Linked DNA regions of Arachis hypogaea: region 1 is linked to region 2. The links are chromatin contacts, called in public Hi-C maps. All regions are on one chromosome and are shown on one strand. Each heading gives the region's core, a stretch centred on a gene start, on an enhancer-like site or on the middle of the called end of the contact. The rest is flanking DNA. Distances are from core to core; before and after follow the strand shown. Region 1 holds the start of LOC112741714 (pectinesterase/pectinesterase inhibitor-like). Region 2 has its middle 17 kb from the start of LOC112742340.

Region 1 (3,045 bases), core at 304-2,803, 130 kb after region 2:
AACATTTGGGAAGTTGATTGCTCAACATGGTTCATTTCTTTCAGATATGGCAAAGGTATCCCTATTGAGCAAATCCATGGTGTCGTGTTTAAAAGCAATAATCTAGGAGTGTCAAAAATACTTAATAAGATTTCCTAACAGGATTATCGCCAATAATATAGAATACTTAATAAGATTGCTACTTTTTAAATTGATGATTATGCTAACAATCATAATTTTTTTCTTAGCTAATAATTAAAATTATCATTGTTAATGATGAGAGGATTGTCAAGTTGGTGATACTCTACATTGCCTTAGAAATCTGAATTGTTAGTAAAGAGGGAAAATTGTAGATGTAGGTAACTTAAAGAGAGTATTAACACTTAACAGTAATCTGATAGATTGCTCTTACAAAACGATCTCATATAGTTTTAACATTACATAAACTCTATACTTATTTCGTTTTCTGTTGTTCAGTGCCGTATAGAGCTCGAAAAGACCAGATTGTTGGTGTTAGAAGCAGCTGACCAGCTTGATAAGCATGGAAACAAAAAAGCTAGAGGGATACTAGCAATGGCCAAGGTAAGTTCTCATTCCCATTTGCAATAATTATTAAGATTTTTCACTTTATGTTGGTTTTCTTTCGACGCTGTGCTTTGTTTTCGAGCAGGTAGCCGCACCAAACATGGCGCTGAAGGTGCTTGACATGGCCATTCAAGTGCATGGAGCAGCTGGTGTGTCGTCTGACACAGTCCTATCACAACTGTGGGCCGCCGCACGGACGCTGAGAATTGCTGATGGTCCGGATGAAGTACACTTGGGTACCATTGCCAAGTTAGAACTTCAAAGAGCCAAGCTTTGAGAAAGTGAAATTTTTTCAACATACAATCACCAAATGCAAACCCCATAGAAGAAGAAAGAAAGGAAAGCAGTAGGTTAAGCAAGGAAGATTCACAATCCCTCAAATCTTTTTTTTGTTTTTTTCATTTTTAAGTTCTAGACACTATTAAAAAAGGGTGGTTGTGAATGTTTTAGATTATTATGCATTAAATGTAATTCAGGAGTATGTAATATATTTCAGAGTAATGTGTATGAATGTTGTTCACAATAAGTTTCCCAATTGTGTATGGGGTTTGTTAATACTCTATGATGGAATATCAATAAATTATACTTTGGTGTAAATATCTATACAAGTTTGAAAGCTTGGTTTTTATTCTTGAAATCATAATTTGAGATGCATAAACTGCAATTCAAATTGTAAATCATAGTATATTATCATGGTGCAGAATGTTCCTTATCAAAATAGCCATATATTATGCAACTGCCATTGGCTGGCAAATTTCTATAACCGATTTCAACCTCCTTGTTAATTTGTTTTCCTATCTTTACACATTGAACTCCATGATTCAAGGAGCTCCTCTAGATTTCATCATTTTTAACCATTGTTTTTCAACAATTGTTGTTACATAAATATGCCAAGTTTAGCATTTGGGTAAAAATAGACATATTGTGGTGTATACCACTCGATGTTTAAATAGCAAGCGATAATTAAGTTCATCAAATCACAAGTTCACTAGGGCATTGATAAGCACTGCCCAAGGAACATTTTCTTTGATCTTTTTCATTAGCATTTTTATTTTAGGAAAAACAAAATGGCGGAAGGTAGTAACGGAGACCAGAAGAAGAAACTGGCCATTATTAGCATCTCCATGATCCTTCTTGTGGCCATGATCGCGTCGGTGGCGATCGGCATAACCAGCCACCGAGAAAAAGGATCAAAGGGCAGAGAAGACGACGAGGAGGAGCCCCACGTTGCAAAATCTCAGAAGAATGTAGAGGTGATTTGCCAATCCACGGAATACAAAGAAACATGTGAAAAGAGTCTTGCAGATGCATCAACCAAAACCTCAGACATGAAAGAACTCATAAAAGCAGCATTTAACTACACAACGGTTGAGTTAGCGAGTCACATTGAAAACTCAACTTTATATCAAGAATTGGGAAAGGACAACATGACAAAACAAGCCTTGGACATATGCAAAGAAGTGTTGGGCTATGCGGTTGACGACATGCAAAAATCAATTGATAAAATGGACAAATTTGAATTAAGCAGAATCAATGAATATGCATATGATATCAAGGTTTGGGTGGCAGGCACCATTACCCACCAGCAAACATGCTTAGCCGGCTTCGATAACACGACGACAAAAGCCGGCGAAACCATGGCCAATGTGCTCAAAACCTCCCTAGAACTTAGTAGCAATGCCTTGGACATGATCAACGGAATATCCAAGGTACTCAAGCAATTCGACTTCAGCTCGCTAACCGCCGCTAGTAGTACTAACCATAGGAGGCTTCTTGATGAAGAAACCTCCCATTCTAAGGATGGGATTCCTTCATGGGTGGGTGAAAGCCAAAGAAAGCTTATTAAGGCGGGTCCGACCGGCGGCATTGGTGGCATTGTTGGACAGCCTAATGCAGTTGTGGCTCAAGACGGCAGTGGACAGTTTACAACACTCACCGATGCTCTTAAAACCGTGCCAAAGAAGAACTCAAGTCCCTTCATAATTTACGTTAAGGCTGGCGTGTACAAAGAGTATGTCAATGTTGTCAAGAATATGGATCATGTCATAGTTGTTGGAGATGGCCCTGACAAAACTATATTCACCGGTAGCAAGAATTATGTGGATGGTGTCCAAACTTATAACACCGCAACCTTCGGTAAGCCTTGAACTTTACAATTAGGTGGAAATTCATAATTTGTTTTCGTGCGAAGTTGATAATTGAGAATTGTTATATGATAATTTAGTCAAATCTGTTAAATCATCTAAACATGTATTGTTTCTGGTAAAGGTGTGAATGCTGCCAACTTCATGGCGAAGAATATCAGATTCGAGAACACAGCAGGGGCAGAAAAGCACCAAGCTGTGGCACTCAGAGTAACAGCAGACCAAGCCGTGTTCTACAACTGCCACATGGACGGTTTCCAAGACACGCTTTACGTCCAATCCCAACGCCAATTCTACCGTGACTGCACCATAACAGGCACCGTAGACTTCGTATTCG
Region 2 (3,127 bases), core at 574-3,073:
AAATTTGTTATTTTTTTCTACAATTTGAAAAAATATTTTTTATAACTGACTAGCTAATATGAAAGTTGATAGGACGGAGTCGAGGGTTTACGAACATTTATCACAATAGTCTTCATTATTTGAGTTGTAAAAATATTTCATTGGTTTCTTAGTAGTAGTTAATTAATAAATGTGGAATAAATTCAAAATTATAAAATAGAACTTGCATCACTATCAGACATGGAATTTGAAAATATTCTAATCTGAAACTCACCTATGGATAAAAAGTTGCCAAGATAATAATAGAGACATGAGATTCAAAATGCAACTATATTGTAATGTTGTGGTCGCCATAAGATTTTATTCAACTCATCTTGAATCGAATTCGTTGTTCTTTTTACTGCTTTTTTATTTCACGTTATCCTTTTTCTTTTTGCACTTTTTATAAATTAATAAGCATTAACATTTAAAGATTCAGTATATCAGGAAACAGAGTAGTGGAGGGGTGTTTACAAATTCAAATAACCCCATTATTCTTTTGAATTCGAACTTAATCGATTAAATTGGTTCTAGAATAATTCATGGATAATCGGATATATTTAGATCCGACCTGATGATATTCGATTTAATTGATTCGAATATTGATTTTAGAAGAATGAAACTCGAACTATATATATATATATATATATATAACTTTTACACTAATTAACTTAATTATTATCATCGTGGATTTATGAATATTTTGTTATTGTTAGAATATTATTGATTTGTTAATTGATATTACATATTTATTATATTTACGTGATTTTTTTTAAAAAAATATTTCATTTTTTAATTATTTTTAAAATTTTTATTTTATCGGATATCCAATCACTCGAACTAAATCAATTCATTTTTAACTGGTTTAGTTTAGTTCGAGTACATAAAAATAAATATAAAACCAAATTAATTCGAATTAATTATAATTTAATTAGTTTAATTCTTATTTTATTTTAAATTTGAACCTTCTGCTACAAGCGGAAGCCAAATAACGTGGAAAGTAATCATTTTCAACAGTGAGATCTTGAAAGAGGAATATTTATGAAAATTAAAAAAAAATGAATGAGTGTGGGACAAGTTTGTGAAGTGAATTGACTTGTGGAATGGATCATGCAGAACTTCTAATCGTTTGAGTAATTGTTAAAGACTGCCAATGTAAGATGAGCAGGGTTTATATATGATTAATAAAATTTATTATTTTTAGTTAATATTTAATTAATTTTAAATTTTAAATATTAAATTTATAAAAATAAGATATTGATTTAAAATATTAATTAATATTTATAAAAAGTATTAAGTTTTTAATATATATTTTTTAATATAAGAATACGTATTTAAAATGGTAGATTTTGAATTTAAGAATAAGGATTTTAGATTAAGAATTTAAGGGCTGAAATTTAGAATTTATTCATAAGATCTAGAATTTAGGATTAAAAATTTAGAATATAAAATTTGGGAGTTGAAGTTTTAGTATTAGACCATTAGAATAATCTATTTGGAATTTTCTTATTAAATAGCAAGTCTTGGTTACTTTCTCCTTCTTTTTTTTTTTTTTTGGTCAGAATAAGTCTTAGTTACTTAACGAAGTGTAGAAGAAATATGTTTTCTTATGAAAAAAATACCATTTTTCGTTTTTTTTTTTTTTGTATTGAAGAGGGGCATAAGCCATTAAGCCCTCTATGTTTTTTTCTTTCTAAGTTTGGACACTTATTTTTTGACAGAAGTTTGGACACTTTTAAATTGTTTTTATTATGGCTGGATACAACCATTTCTTGTTGATCTTCTGCAAGGCCCAATTTGGATAGGTTTTTGTTCATTTATTGGACTTCGTCTGATAGCTGATTTACCTTTATTCTATCCTAATAAAAGATGGAAGCATGACAATTTATTAAAAAAAAAAAAAAAGAAGAAAATATAGAGGCATGAAGGAAACCAAAAAAATGGAAACACGAGGCTGATGCATCATAAATAAAACAGAAATAAATAAGAAGAGAATTAAAAGGTTATCCCTCATTTATTTATTTCCATCAATATCTCCTAACAAGTAATAGTTCAAATGGTATAGACTCCCCATACTCAATTAAGAGGTTACGGGTTTGAGTCTCCTATCTTTCCAAAATTTTGCCAATGAGTAATAGCTCAAATGGCATAGACTCCCCATACTCAATTAAGAGGTTGCGGGTTCGAGTTTCTTGTCTTTCCAAATTTTGAACCAATGAGTAATAACTCAAATGGCATAGTCTTCCCATACTCAATTAAGAGGTTGCGGGTTCGAGTCTCATATCTTTGGTAAAAAAAAAAAACAATTGGCAAGTCTCTCCTAGCGATTGGCACACAATTTCTCCTACTCTTCCTCTATTTTATTTATCTCTATCAACTTCTCCTAACAATTGGCAAACACTCTTCTTCTGTTTTATTTATCTCTCTAACACATAATTAAAACGGTTATCTACTTATTCTTTTTTTATTTTATTTATTCATTATCTTCCCGTCTTTCAATTTTTAAGAGTGGACATAGTTACCGTATTTATTCTCATGATGGAACTTGAACATCGTTTTTTATTTTTCAAATTTATTAATATTTTTTATTATTAATATTTTTTATTATTTTCAGACAATATATTTTTATATTTATAAATACATATATCTCATTTACACTGTAAACGAGATATACGAAAATTAAAAAATTACACCTATCTCGTTTACACTGTAAACCAGATATGTGCAAAATTATCTTGTTTACAATGTAAATGAGATAAAAAAATATTTATTTCAGTAAATATTTTTTAAAATTATTTATTTCAGTAATTATTATAATTAATTTATTTATTAAAATAAAAAATCTCTGAAAAAATAATAACTAAAGAAATCTAGGCAATTTTTTTATATATTGGACTTTTTTGTAAATTAAACTTTTCGAGCAACAGAAAGAAAAATAACAATTGGAGTGGGACCCATTTCAATACTAAGGGTCGGTTGATAACCTATAGCGGAAGGTATTCGACCCAATAAGACTGACACTTCGGATCCCGCTTAGACGAATTGGAAGATATTGTCGATAAATAAAAGCACGTTTTGTTCATTAACATTTCTGAAATATTCCGCTATA

What was found. A called contact is a pair of places that touch in the nucleus more often than the background predicts.
Region 1: a contact with region 2 is called in a Hi-C map of an unstated tissue, with 4 times the contacts expected there. The contact joins the promoter of LOC112741714 here to the enhancer-like site in region 2. A contact is called at or near these places in 3 of 8 Hi-C or Micro-C datasets (leaf and an unstated tissue).

The regions. Positions count from the first base shown.
Region 1 is chr14:17,796,279-17,799,323 of arahy.Tifrunner.gnm2.J5K5, forward strand. LOC112741714 (pectinesterase/pectinesterase inhibitor-like) reads left to right here and starts at 1,554. Exons shown (of 2, transcript XM_025790798.3): 1 at 1,554-2,700; 2 at 2,833-3,045. The coding sequence starts at 1,632. LOC112741713 (probable acyl-CoA dehydrogenase IBR3) reads left to right here. Exons shown (of 17, transcript XM_025790797.3): 15 at 1-55; 16 at 457-561; 17 at 650-1,161. The coding sequence ends at 841.
Region 2 is chr14:17,670,583-17,673,709 of arahy.Tifrunner.gnm2.J5K5, forward strand. No RefSeq gene overlaps it. Among protein-coding and RNA genes, the nearest start is that of LOC112742340, 17 kb to the left of the region's middle. Within about 2 kb of position 1,824, at least 3 of the 3 cell types and tissues checked have open chromatin away from gene starts, as enhancers often do.